Linked DNA regions of Mus musculus: region 1 is linked to region 2. Evidence: chromatin contacts called from public Hi-C data. All regions are on one chromosome and are shown on one strand. The core of a region is the stretch at or near the end of the contact, and the rest is flanking DNA. Distances in the headings are between cores, read along the strand shown. Region 1 overlaps Pde4dip (phosphodiesterase 4D interacting protein (myomegalin)). Region 2 overlaps Pde4dip (phosphodiesterase 4D interacting protein (myomegalin)).

Region 1 (7,353 bases), core at 1,014-3,513, 62 kb after region 2:
CTATATACTTGGGTTACACCAAATTTACCTTTAACTCTTTTAATTAATAATTAACCTCAGCTTATTGTAACCACTTTATAAACTTTTAATTTGTTTTATTTTGCTCTTTTGTAATAACAAGTTAAAATATAAACATACTATATGGTTGTACAAAAAAATTTATATTGTTCATCTAAACGCCTTTTTCTATTTCAATTTTTTTCTTTTTAACCTTTTCTGTTTAAAAAACAAAGAAACTAAGACAGAAGCACACATTGACCCAGCCCACCAGAGGTAATACCAGCTGTATCACTGTGTCCTGTCCCCCCAACACACACACACCTCCCTGTTCATCCTATCCTTCTGGAAGATCCTCAAGGCAACAGTGCTCATGGAATTATCTGTCATCTCTTCTGATAAATAACTTCTGACATCATTCCTGCAGGACCTGCCTGTGGCTGTTCTTAAGTTAACCTTTCCTTTTTTTTTTTTTTTTTAGTTTTAGTTTTTGGTTTTTGGAGACAGGGTTTCTCTGTAGCCCTGGCTGTCCTGGAACTCACTTTGTAGACGAGGCTGGCCTCAAACTCAGAAATCTGCCTGCCTCTGCCTCCCAAGTGCTGGGATTAAAGGCATGCGCCACCACACCCGGTAACCTTTCCATTTTGATAAGTAAAAGGAGATTACTTTAAATTGATGGTAAAAATTATAGTAGCCAAGCATGGTACCCATGCCTTTAATTCCAACACTCAGGAGGCAGAGGCAGGTGGAGGTAGATTTCTGTGAGTTCGAGGCCAGCCTGGTCTACACACTCAGTGCCAGTTCAAGGCCAGACTGATCTACATAGCTGAGTTTCAGGACAGCTGGGGCTACACTGAGATATCCTCTCTCAAAACACAAGAAATAATAACAATGACAATATAATTGTATTATAACATATATAATACATTATTATTATGTATTATAGTGCAGTAAACACACAACGAGGTAAAGGATGATCGTCTGTTACTATAGAGCAGCACTATGGTACATGCTGCATGTGCTATGTCCTTATACACCTGGCTGTGCCACAGGCTGGGTCATACAAGCATCACTACAAACATGAAGATGAAGTACCATCCTAAACTACTACAAAGGCTATGACATCGGTGGGAGTTGCTTAGCTTCATTCAAAGCTAATGGTCTGTATTTGTCCAGGTTCAATCAGGCAGAGAGAAGCAGAACCAAGGTTCTTACACCAGGACTGCCACACTCGCAGCTCAGCAATATGGTAATAGTAGGAGAAGGACAGTTTGGTGAGCAATAAAGTCAGGAGGTTGCTCACCATACCTATAAAAGTGTGATATGTTCAAGCCTCAAAGACAACCTGGGAATAGGACCGTTCCATCTCAAAGATGAGAAAACTGGTCTAGCAAGGTGGCTCAGCCAGGGAAGGTGCTTGCCACTAAGCCTGACAGGGAAGGTGCTTGCCACTAAGCCTGACAGGGAAGGTGCTTGCCACTAAGCCTGACAACCTGAGTTCAATCTTTTGAACTTACATAATGGAAGGAGAGAACTGACTCCTGGAAGCTACACACACACACACACACACACACACACACACACACACACACACACACACACACAGAGAGAGAGAGACACACAGATACACACAAACACACAGACACACACAGAGAGACCAACACAAACACAGAGACACACACACAGACAGACACAGACACACCCCAAAAAATCATTTAAAAACTTTAACAGTGAGAAAACTAGAGATTTATGTCTTGAATCAGGCAGCTCAGGGCTCATAAAGGAATGAGACACAGCTCGCTCTACTTCTATCTAAAGGATAAATTCACTTTCATCTTCCAACATTATTGATACTTTCATTTTGGAAGAACATCTCTTGACAAAGAAAAGTATAGCTGGTCAGATGGCTCAATGGTTCAGAGCACATGCTGGTCTTCCTGGGGACCCAAGTTTGGCTCTCACCACCCAGAGTGGGTGGTTCACAGCTCCAGAGGGATCCAACATGGGACTAGGACTCGTGTGTGTGTGTGTGTGTGTGTGTGTGTGTGTGTATGTGCATGTGTGTGTGTGTATGTGTAATATGATAATATATAATATATTGGTATATAGATAAGATCATAAATAAATATTTTAAAAACAAAAATAAAAGTACAAAAACCATACCCAGTTAAGTTAGATTCTCTGCAAAAATGTGAAAGTTGTACAAATAATTCTTTAAAGAAAACCAGTGATCATGAAACATGTGTACTTTGGAATCTGTAGTTATACATTAACTTGCTCTGGTCCAGGATGACAATCTTCCATTTCTCTTCACTTTCTGCTCTTAGACCCAGCCTTGTTACATTTTAAATTCTATCTGAAAAATACAACCCTTGGGCTTATGAAAAGCAAAGAAGTCCGAGCAAGAAAATCATCACCATGGGGTCAAAGGCTGGTGGCTTTCAGAATGCTGTTGGGAGACCACATGTTGGTCATACAACAGTGGTTCTCACACATTTCAGGGCTACATATTCAACTAGTAAGAGGAGATGCAGGATTAGGTAATAAATGAGGTGGTCAGCCATGACACAACCCAGAAACTACTTACACAGCACCTGTATCCAGCAATACAATGAAGCCTGTCCTGCATGAAGTGGGTCATACCCATCTGTGGACCACCTGCAGTGTCATCTCTCTTTTCTTTGATCCCCTGTCAGGAGCGATATGCCTTAGTGGTTACTCCTTAGCTTGATTTTTTTTAGTCAAAATGGTAGCCTGCTGTGGGGCATTGGGCTATGCACAGACAGGCTAGTTTCTAGTTGAGGCTAGATCTTGAACCCTGGGACCCTGTGGTGATAATTTACCTACATGGGACGGAAGGAGTTCTCTCGTGTGTCCTGGAACTCTGGCTCCTGCCTAAGTTACCACCCCCCACAACCCCCAAAAGAGAAGCTTGGCTAGAAGTCATGTAGACAATGGCCCACGATTCTGACCTTCAGGCTAAACTCCTCCCCTGTTACCTAGCAACAGAAAAGATAGCAGCTCACTTTAAAAGGGACTGTTTGGCCTCTCCTTGCTCTCTCACTCCTCTCATTCCTTTGTTCTCTTGCTCTTCCTCTCCTCTCCTCTCCTCTCCTCTCCTCTCCTCTCCTCTCCTCTCCTCTCCTCTCCTCTCCTCTCCTCTCCTCTCCTCTCCTCTCCTCTCCTCTCCTCTCCCTCTCTCCCTCTTACTCTCTCTTTCTCTCTAGCCTTTCCTCTCTCTCTTTCTCTCTTTTTCCCATTTGTCTCCTCTTGGCCATGGCCAGCCTCTCTCACTTTCTACCTTCTCTCTTTCCCCCTGCCTTTCTACAATAAAGCTCTAAAACCATAGACAGTCTCTGCTCATTAAGGCTGCGCTCACTCGCATGCACGGGAACCTCTCTTCCCTCAGCCCTCTCTCCCATAACCCCGAAGCTACAAGGGCTCAGGGGCTCCTTTTGCTTTTGGGGGCTGCCTCTTGTCCACCCTCCATCAAGTGGGTCAGAGGCTTGGATGCCCACCCAGGGCTGAGTGGAAAACGTCTGGCAGCCCTCCCACGTCTGCCTGTCCAGAGCATAGATGAAACTCTGGCAGGATGTGGGTTATCCTCCCTTCCCCTCCTTCCCAGGCCCCTTTTTAGTTCCCCACAGCCTGCCCCTTTGCCTGTAGAACTGAACCTACAATTACTACTGGCTACCACGAGGGGTGGTGGTCCCTACTCCCATAGGTGTATGTTCTTGTTTATCTGTGCTAAAAGTAAAGAGCCTCTTAAAACTATTTAGGAGCTGGCGAGATGGCTCAGCAGTTAAGAGCACTGACTACTCCTCCAGAGGGCCTGGGTTCAATTCCCAGCCACCACATGGCAGCTGACAACTCTCTGTAACTCCAAGATCTGATACCCTTACACAAACATACATGTATGCAAAACACCAATGCCTTTAAAGTAAAAAATAAGTTACTTTTTAAAATGTACATACGAAGTTGAATTATTACTAATATTTACAAAATCTGAAGCTTCAAGGATATTTTACTTAATATTCAACCCACTGTAGCTAGTTTCAAAGAATCAGTGTTTTTTTTTTATGTGTAACTCAATACTCTTTAATAAAAATATGGTTGGTATGATTTTTAATTTTATTTTCTTAGTTCTCTAATAAACCCAGAGGAGAGAAACTCTAGGGCCCTTTTAAAATTTGCTTTTAGTCTTTGGCATAACTCTAGATTTCACAACTATTCTTACTGAAAAAAAAATCCATATAGCTTTCCTCCCAATAAAGCATTTATCCATTTTAACCTCTCCTTCACCCTGTCTCTGTCTCTCTTTCCTTGTCTCTGCCTTTCTGCCTCTCTGTCTGTCTCTGCCTCTCTCTGTCTCTGTCTTTGTTTCTCTGTCAACTACCTAAGGAGGACTTGCTACTTGAAAGAGAAACACAGACCCTCTTCCCAGTCCTGTTCTCCCTATTTCTCAGAAGTTGTCATGGTGGAATGTTTAATCATCTCACATTAAGACCGTAGTTTTCCCTCTTAAGTACCAAAATCTAAACTAAAAATCTATCCACAACAGACATGTAGTACATAAGTTCATAAGCACTGGTTTTCTTTAGAGAATTACTTGTACAAAACCCACAAACTTTTGCAGAGAGTCCAACTCATCAAATGGGTGTGATTTTATATTTTTTATTTTTAAAGAAATGTTTGTCCAACATGAGACAAAAAACAAGCTAAGTACAGTAACAGATGTCATGAACCACTTGACTTACCCCGCGGTTCTAGTTGCTTTACTACCAATTAATCTTCCCAGCCTAAAGGAATCATGATGTGAATAACAAGCATGATCAGAAGATGCACCATTACGATCATATTATAAAGAGTCAGACCTCTATTTCACTTCTAAGATACCACAATAACTACTAGCAAGTGTATAATGATTATCCTCTTTTATAAGTGTGATGCTATTAAATTTACAAAGCAGTTGAAAAATTTTTATGTCACCTTCATGGCTGTTATTTATTCATACAACAAATGTGTCTCGGTGCCTGCGGCATTATTCTGAATATCAATCAGTTCTGTGGAGGCTGGAACAGGTTTGGAGAAGCCACGTGGCTTGTCTAGTAGTTACCTGGGGCTCCTGGTGCAGTGTTTCTGAATCCCTGGTTCTTCTATCAAGACAGAACTTTGCTGTTTCCTATCAATCCCTCATTACTACATACAGGGATATTAACCTATGATATTAACAATTTTAAAACGACAAGATTACAGGCTGGAGAGATGGCTCAGTTCAATTCCCAGCACCTAGATAAGAGCTCACAACTGTGTATAACTTCAGTTCCAGGGGACCCAACACCTTCACACAGACATTCAGTCAGAACAAGTCAAAACACCAATACACATGAAATGAAAATAAATATTTTTTTTCTTTTTTAAAAAATATTTATTTATTTATTTATTTATTTAAAGTACACTGTAGCTGTCCTCAGACACTCCAGAAGAGGGAGTCAGATCTCGTTACGGATGGTTGTGAGCCACCATGTGGTTGCTGGGATTTGAACTCCTGACCTTCGGAAGAGCAGTCGGGTGCTCTTACCCACTGAGCCATCTCACCAGCCCGAAAATAAATATTTTTTAATGGCAAGCTGGGTAACTGGACTCACTTCTATACTCCCAGCACTCAAGGGGTTGAAGCAAGACAATCACAAGTTTGAGGCCATCCAAGATACACAGTGAGATCTCCTCTCAACGTGTTCTACCTTCCAAATAAAAGGACACTCAACTGAAGTTTTTTTTTTGTTTTGTTTTTTTTAAAGCAGGGTCTCATATAAGCCAGGTTGACTTCAGACTTTCTTTATAAACAAAGATTATCTTTTGCCTCCACTTCTAGAGTATGAAGATTATTGATATGCACCCCTGTGGCCAGGTTATGTAGTGCTGTGGCTCAGACCCAGGACTTCTTGCACACTAGGGAAGGCCCCTACCAGCTAAGCTGTCTCCCCAGCACTTAACCCAGCCTTTAGGGCAGTGGTTCTCAATCTGTGGGTCTTGACCCTTTGGGGGGTCACATATCAAATATTTATTTACATTACAGCCCATAACACTAGCAAAATTACAGACATGAAGTAGCAACAAAATAATTGTATGGTTGGTGGTCACCACACCATTAAGAATTGTATTAGGAAGGTTGAGAACTCTACTCTAGTGTTCTTGAGTAGCTGTAACCAAATGGGAGGGTAATATGACAGGCAGGTTGAATGAAAATAAAGGAAACACAGTGCTTTTAGGTTGCTGGAACCACATGAAACAATGGGGGTTGCCTGTCCACTCTGTCCTCATAAGACCAAGTAGAGATAGGTCATAGTTACCTGCATGGGATCCACCAGCAAGATGGATTCAGCGAGAGGATTGTCCTCACTATCAGTGACTTTGTGTTGTGACTCCCTGCCCATACCCTGTGGCAGCCATCATAATCTAGTCAATCATGCTTTTCCAGAAGACAGATGGTACCCTCTTTCATCCCACCCAGAGGATTCCTGAAGAATCATTTCTCCTTAGCCTGTACAGAGCAGAGAACGAGGCTAGATGATTCAAGCCTGTCACCTGACTGGGGAAAACCAGTCCTTTCCCTCCAGGGATCTAGAAGTTGCCCCTTCTGCCTAGGTTTGGGAACAGTTCACGGAAAGACTTCCTCCTGCTATACAGTGAAGAAATCTGTTCGCTCTTCCTACCACGAGGACCGCACAGCCATGCATCCTTCCCCATCTGCATTATCAAGCTATCAAGTCCCCTGAATCTCTTGTAGCTTCCAAGGAGACACATTCACTACACAGCCAGGGACAAGATGGCGTGGAGGTTGGAGGGGGTCTCCGGGAGAGTAAGAAGGGAACCCGGACATTCTGAAAAAAAGGAAAGAGACTAAAACCCCCAGAATCAACCAGTCCATACTAAATGAACATCATAACCATAGACGTCACTTGGATATCACCACCGCCCCTCTCAGATTCAGCAGTCCATATTAACTGAATTGGCCAGATAATCATGTGCGGTCTCACAGAGCCCAGCTGTTTTTCAGATCCGAATGCTAATGGCTCTTAAATCTCTCCAGCCTCTCAGACAGATCAAGGTAATGATCATGCAGCATTCTGGTGTAGACAGGTGGGTATTTATTGGGAGCTGAAATAAAATCGGAGGCAACCAACACTAGACACACGCATACTTCAGACCTCTTGCTTAGACCCCAAAAGGCTTGAGGAAATCAGTGTAGTGACCCGCCAAGAAACTTAATCCTTGTTACCCATCAGGACTCCAAGTCCCCTTCCCAACATGCAGTCTCATCTCACCCTCAGCTCTGCCAACAGGCTCACATCA
Region 2 (7,201 bases), core at 1,037-3,536:
TGAATTTCTTCACTTTTCCAAGAAATTTGTTGTTTAGTACACATACACAAATGAGTCAGAGATGACAGAGACATAAATTGTTAATAATCCTGCAACAAATAATTTAACAGGCGAGCCAGTCCTCTCATGGAAACACAGGACACACAGTCGCCTAAAGGTGTCAGTAAAGACCTCACTAAAGATTGTGAGCTAAGCCTGGTGGAACACACCTGTTATCCCAGCACTGAGGACGCAGAGGCAGGTGGATGTCTGTAAGTTGGAGGCCAGCCTGGACTACAGAGCTCCACGGCAGCCAGGGCCACAGAGTCAGACGCCGTCTCAGAATAAAACAAAACTACCAACAGCAAAAAGATACTTCCCAAATGAAGATGTGTCATGGGTACATCTGTGAGGGAGTGGGAATTGTATACAATGGTATGTAAAAGTTATTTGCTCTGGAATTTAGGAGATTAGAGTAGGTGACAGAGCAGATCGTATTTCTTAGTGCTCCATTTCCCCTAAAATTGTCATTCTGTCACTGAATTCTGCAGCTGTTTCTGAAGAGATCTCTCCTGCCATGTCTTTATGAAGCAGAGTGGCTGACTCAGAGGTGTTGCTTTTGCTGCACACTACCTGTGCTGTTTATATTCACACACAGTTAGTTACGTGCTGGATAGACATCATGCTGCTCACGGATGTTCACACACAGTTAGTTACGTGCCGGATAGACAGCATGCTGCTCACGGACTGTATTCTCTACTCACTGTGTATGTTTCCATCTCCAGCAGTCCTATGTGGGCACAGGTGGGCCTCGGAGGTGGTCTGAGCAGGCATTTGGGAGCTCAGAGGCTGCTTTCGTCGAGGACTCACCTGAATTAGCTGCTCTTTGTGACTCAGACTGTGACTTAGGTGTTGGATGTTTTGTCCCTGGGTTCGAATCTCATTGTATTTTTCCGCCTCCAGAACATGGAGCTGCTGGCTCTTGCTGTGCAGTTCTCCTTGGAGGTGCTGTAAAGCCTTTCGTAATTCCTGAAATAAACAGATCGTGCTTTTATGGCAACCTTGCCACGTGACCATGCGATGTGACGGTCTCAGCACTTTCAAGGCAAGTTGGGCATGACGGCATCTGCCCATAGTCCCAGCCGCTGGAGAGCCTGAGGGCAGAAGGAGCTCAAACGCAGGGCCCGCCTGGGCAACATAGCTCCTCCATCGCATCCCCAAAACAGAACAGAGAGACAAAAAACGTCAAAGGCATGTAACAAAATATAAGGTAGCAGAGAATACCATCATGTAACTTGATATAGAAAGGTATAGAGAATATAAATGAAATAGGATAGGAAAGCTTAGGAAAAGTATGGAGTAGAAAGTAAAGCTGGTTCAGTGGTCCCAAGGCAGTGCTCGATTTCTGGCTTAAGAGGACAGCTCTACCCTCTACCGAGTGAGGTTTGCACCATAATTCTGATCCTTCCCTAATGAACTCAGCTTCCCATGCACGATCACCTGCCAAAGTCTCAGAAATTTTAATATTTCTAAGGAAAATCCAGGGCTCATAATTAATTTCTGAACTACTAAGATAGGAGACAGCACACAAAAAAAGGATCTTTAAAATTCAGAGAACAAACAAACAAACAGCATGTGTTCCATGCTAACAAGATAGAGGACTATTTAAGGACTGTATAATGCTACATACATTTAAATTATATGACTAATTATGCATGGACATGCCCTTCTCTACTTTACTCAATGACTTTTTCAATTTAATTAATCTATGTATTTACTTATTTATTGGTGTGTGTCTTACTTATATGAGTGCAGGTACGCCCGCGTGGGGGTCAAAGGACAACTTTCAGGAAGTGGTTCTCTCCTTCCGGCATAGTTCTGGGGCGGAAACGCTTGTGAGTCAAGCATTTTTCACTTGTTGAGCTACCTCATCGGCCTCAGCTGACTTTATCCTTATAACCTCAGCGATCTCCTCCTGCACGAGGCGTAAGCACTCTGACTTCTTTCCTCCGACCCTCCTGGACATAGCTATGGGAACATAAGCCAGACCCTTTGGGAGTATTTATCCTATTAACATCTGTCGTGTGACTGCCTCTCCTGCTAAAGTAGAAATAAAAAGGCAGAGTCTGATATCTACCTTTGTACTTCCAGGACACAGTCTGCTCATCTGGTGCATGACCTCTGGGGGCAACAAACACTGACCACACTGGGTAGGCCAACGATGCAAGGGTTTAGGTTGGGCACAAACTGTCCTGCTCACAAGTCATGGTGGGGCAAAGTCAGCGCTGGGAGCAAGAGAACGGTTAATGATTTACCTGGTTATGTTTCCAAGCAGCTTCCTTCTGGTGCTCTCTCTCCTGGGCTGCAGCCTCCACTAACTGCACACATCGCTTGCCATCCGCCAGCTGGCGTTCTTTCTGCCGGACCAGCCTCTGGAGCCTCTGTATTTCAAGCTGGCTGCAGAATAGAGCGCTCTGAAGGTCAAGCAGGGCTACCTGTTGCTGAGCAGGGGCAATGCCCTCTGAGCTCTGAAAAGAGGAGAATCACAATCACAGTCACAGGGAGGGAAGCACGGAGCCCCCGGGAGACCCGGGCAGCCAGGGCGGCCCCATTCCTGCCTGTGGCCCTCACGTACGTGGAGCTGTCCGAGCTGGCTCTGGTGCAGCATTTCCCGAAGCTTTGCCATTGTGTCATTTTGTCCTTCGATCACCTGGTACAGCTCCTCAGTCTGGAAATGAGAGGAGGAGGATAGCGTGCTAAGGTTAGCCAACGACTCGGAAAGTCCTTCTCTCTCCTGTGCAGATGTTAGGGACAGGAGCTTTCCAAAGCACCTACTTAGCGGACAATTTCCCATAGAAAGATTTGCTGGCCTGACAATAGTGACATCTACAAATAGAGAGCACTTATCTACGTCACCAGCGTGACCCGTCTCCCCACAGGTCTGTGACCACGTAGCCTCTCACCTCACTTTCCCTGCTTTTAAGCATTTCCTTGAGGCTCTGGATTGTCGTATCTTGCTTCTGAGATGACTCCTGTGCAGATTTCAGCTCACAGCTCAGGTCATTCAGTTTCTCTTGAAGAATCTGAATTCAGCAGAGAAAGTCCTGTTAGCTCCATGATGACTTTTAACCTCGAGGGCCATCACACTGTCCTGTGCGTTTCGGGTTTAAAGAACAACTTAGGGCATACCGCCTTACTCCTTTCCCGTGCACTGTAACCATCAGACTATGAAGAGAGGCAGCAGATGTGCACTGCTTCCCTCAATGCGCAGATACCTCAGTTCTCATGCACTGCACACGTTCTTTATGTCAACAGCCAGCGTATTCTCTTGACTCTCCCATATGACCAAGGAGTGCCTGCTATCTAGTACAGGAAAGGCTATTATAAGAGCACACTTGACCAGATATTCAAGAGCCCCCTTGGGACAAGTGCCTTGAAAACAGACATTAAAATCCATGAGCTAACAAGGGTAAGAAGATATACAAAAATTTAAAGCGGGGCGTGGTGGCGCACGCCTTTAATCCCAGCACTTGGGAGGCAGAGGCAGGCGGATTTCTGAGTTCGAGGCCAGTCTGGTCTACAGAGTGAGTTCCAGGACATCCAGGGCTACAGAGAAACCCTGTCTCGAAAAAACAAAAAAAAAACAAACAAAACAAAACAAAACAAAAAAATTAAAGCACAAATTTCTTGCATCAGAGCTTTACTGTAGAGTTAAAGATTACATGGAGATCTGATCTCATTCCCAAAAGGCATCAGGAAATGTTGTATATGTGGGACAAACTAAAATCCTGATAAGAAACAGAGAGAAGAGGACCTGAGTTGAATCCCCAGCAGCCACATAAAAAGCCAGACTTAGAGGTGTGTGCTTAGAATCCTAGCTCTGGGAGTGTGGAAACAGATGCATCTCTGGCTAGCCTCATTTTTAAGCCCTGGGTCCTAGTGAAAGATGGTCTCCAAAAGTACTCCAAGGTAGATAGATACCTCATGAGGAGCAATTCCTGAGACTGAGCTGTAGTACACACACACACACACACACACACACACACACACACACACACATACACACACACGCAGCTCACACATACAATAAAGGAAATAACGATAAAAGTATAGAATTATACTTCTAAATTGGCCATTCTGTAGAGAACAAGGGATGGCCCAGCGTTCATCTCTCAGACTCTAACACAGACTCAGGATGATGAAGCGGGACTAGAGCGAGTCCTGATGTACCTTGTTGGTGGCCTCTGTTTGCTGGATTTTGTCCTGGAGTTCTGCCAGGTGGGACTCAGACACAGGTGGCTGGGTTGTAGGGGTCTCATGCAAGTCCGGCTTCTGTTGCGTGGGTAACCCTTTAGGCACGGGCTAGAAGGCAGCAGGGCAGACAAGCACACTGAGTAAACGCAGCCAATAAGCCATTTGATTTTCATGTTCAAACTGGGCCTCCTTTTTCAGAAAGCTGGAAACCATAGCTGCGGCACAAATGATGAGGTGACTTCCAGCAGACAGTCCTGCTACGTGCTAGGAGTACCACTTCACAGATGTCCCTATGTGCTACTTCCATAGGAGCTACTTCCCTCCATCCTTGACATTCCCCACCCGTTCACACAAACCCTACGCTACTCTGTCAGATAAAGCGAGTGACTCAGAATTTAAAGACAAGGGGGACTTACTAAAGAATATGGCTACAACCACATATTTGCTTCAGTCTATGTTTAACCATGAGATGAATGAAGGTATCAAAGGATCAAAGTCATATTCCAATTACCAGGCCTATTTGTGTTACTGGAAAACCTGGCAAACTTTATTTTTTGAATGAGTTCAACATTAGGGAACAGCATTTCTGCAGTACACATTTCCTTAGCTTGTACTGCAGTTGATAAGAGAAGTCCTTGTCCTTAAGAAATACATGTGGATGTATCTAGAGTAAATTACTTGTTTGGAAGCTTTTAAAATAATAATAATAATAGCTATTATTATTATTATTATTAATGTAGCCAGACACAGAGAAGGAGTAAAAAGGCAAAATGTAATGAAAATAGCAGCCCTCCGTAATCCAGAGGGATGGGTGCAGAAGAATGGGAGGTTTTTGAACTTTTTTCTTCTCAATTGTCTCTATAAACCAAAATTAATCAAAATAAAAGGGGCCGGTAAACTTAAAACCAGAACCGGCAGGACTCAGTGTAGTTTCTGGGCATACTCAGTCGTAAAGAGCACTGGGTGACCTCTCTCAAACTCCACCTGAAGATCACAATGAGCTAAGACAGTGGGTACCTAAGGAACTCCTGGCTGCATTAAATCCTCCCTCCTCTGCCAGCCCCTTCCTCCTTAGGAAAAGTAAAGAAGCGCTATTCATGCTTTCCTTTTCCTGGACTTTCAAACTTCCCGAAGACCCAACCTTGCAGAGCCTGGGGTTACAGCTGGCTTTAAATACCTTCCTGCAAGGGACTGAGCAGAGGAAGTGAGGGGTTTGGTTACCCCAGTGCTGGTTACTGCTTTGTTTCTGACACTATAAAATACAGAGCGCTGTGGGTGGGGAGCACTACGCAGGCAAACACTTAGTTCTGGCTCCCATTAGTCTTGGTTTATTGAGGAAGTAGTCATACTAGAAGACTATTCATTTCGACAGGTCATATAAAAAAGGCTCTTGGCAGAGATGAAATTTATTTAGATCTACAAAGGATGAGAGCTTTTGACGCTGGCTATGATGAGTAAGGACTAATGTTCTAGGCCAACCGGAGGAATGGGTAGGGTTAATGGATACAAAATATCGACTTTGTTACTTTTATAAGCAATGTAATCTTATAACTAACAACTGACACTGAAAACCATATTTTTTTTTCTTGTTTTGTTTTGAGACAGGGTCTCATAATCCCAGTCTGGCCTCAAATCCCAGGATCTAGCTTCTCAACTGCTAAGATTACAAGCCTGCATCACTGCACCCAGCTTTGAATCATTGCTAAGAATCAAAAGGGTGCAATGAATTCAAGAAAAACAGGTACAAACAAGGATGTTTTATTACCTTCATAAGCCCACAGCTATTTCTGAATAGCTCATTAAAAGGCTACTTTATGGGCTGGAGAGATGGCTCAGCGGTTAAGAGTGCTAACTGCTCTTCCAAAGGTCCTGAGTTCAAATCCCAGCAACCACATGGTGGCTCACAACCATCTGTAATGAAATCTGATGCCCTCTTCTGGAGTGTCTGAAGACAGCTACAGTGTACTTACGTATAATAAATAAATAAATAAATATTTTTAAAAAGGCTACTTTATCCCTGCTAAGTGAATTGATAAAACAATCTTAAAATTAAAAGGTAAGATGATCAAAGAGGTATTGAGACATAGTCTCAAACATCAACAAATGACAGGAAATGGAAATGATCCACAGAGTTCTGAAAGTTGATGGACTGCACGGAGACTTCTGACAGCATCCTTCAGAAGAGGCTGAACTTCAACGCTTGCTTTGACAAGAAACAGGAGTGAAATGGGCCCTTTCACTCTGGTTATACCTCTCGCTTATCACTATAGCACGTTCACCTTCATTTACTCCCTCGACACAGATGTGTTAAGCACTAAGTAGCAGATACTATGTTGGAGAAAGGAATGCTGCATAGGACAAAGTAACTCCTCTTGAAGATTCTGCAGAGCTTGGGTTTGGTGACTACATGGTAAATATGAAAGAAGGAGTGGAGAGTCCTGTCGCTTAGCAGTTCCTATGCAGTAACACAGGAAACCATGTAGAGAACTGGTGACTGTTACTTTATATCAACTAGAAAGAGTTTCTCCAACTAGAGAGAAGTTCCTCTTGAGACAGTATCTGAATGGACATCGGAAGGAGAAGTAGCCAGCTAGTCGGAAAGAAACAGAACCCAAGCTAGGCAGACAGAAGAGCTGATGGCAAGTGAGCCTGGGAAAGGAAAGGCCTATATGCCCAGAAGGACGCATCCCGGGAGAAAGCCACTGTGAGCTGCCTGTGTAATGTTTCATTTTCTCATAGCTTCACTGAATAAAAGTGAAAAAAAAAAGTGAACTTAATTTTGACAATTTGTCTAAGCAAATATTTCTAAAACATTTAAAACATTACAATGAGGTCAATATAAAAATAAGATTTTTATTTGAGGTCTATTTTATACTCAGAGCACATTTCAACTCAGACTTGCCACATTTCGAGTTTGAAAGAAGGGGGACACAGGCTGGTGGCCGGCCTTATTAGAACACGCTAGACA

What was found. Hi-C and Micro-C count contacts between places; a contact is called where the count stands out from the background.
Region 1: a Hi-C map of liver shows a contact between it and region 2, with 2.4 times the contacts expected there. The contact joins two enhancer-like sites. A contact is called at or near these places in 2 of 15 datasets of contacts at CTCF or cohesin (CD8 T cells and the NIH/3T3 cell line), 7 of 484 Hi-C or Micro-C datasets (3T3-L1-derived adipocytes, bone marrow-derived macrophages, cardiomyocytes and 3 more), 9 of 115 datasets of contacts at active chromatin or transcription factors (bone marrow-derived macrophages, embryonic fibroblasts, embryonic stem cells and 4 more) and 3 of 9 other capture datasets (adipose tissue, liver and pancreatic islet).

What each region holds. Positions count from the first base shown.
Region 1 is chr3:97,816,303-97,823,655 of GRCm38.p6, forward strand. All of the region lies in intron 4 of Pde4dip (phosphodiesterase 4D interacting protein (myomegalin)), which reads right to left. Among named protein-coding and RNA genes, the nearest start is that of Pde4dip, 69 kb to the right of the region's middle. Within about 2 kb of position 2,264, at least 12 of the 459 cell types and tissues checked have an H3K27ac peak or open chromatin away from gene starts, as enhancers often do. A contact at or near this core is called in liver and pancreatic islet, where this site is marked.
Region 2 is chr3:97,754,590-97,761,790 of GRCm38.p6, forward strand. Pde4dip (phosphodiesterase 4D interacting protein (myomegalin)) reads right to left here. Exons shown (of 47, transcript NM_001289701.1): 9 at 4,210-4,341; 10 at 2,943-3,062; 11 at 2,615-2,707; 12 at 2,295-2,507; 13 at 850-1,008. Among named protein-coding and RNA genes, the nearest start is that of Gm46816, 10 kb to the left of the region's middle. Within about 2 kb of position 2,287, at least 29 of the 459 cell types and tissues checked have an H3K27ac peak or open chromatin away from gene starts, as enhancers often do. A contact at or near this core is called in liver and pancreatic islet, where this site is marked.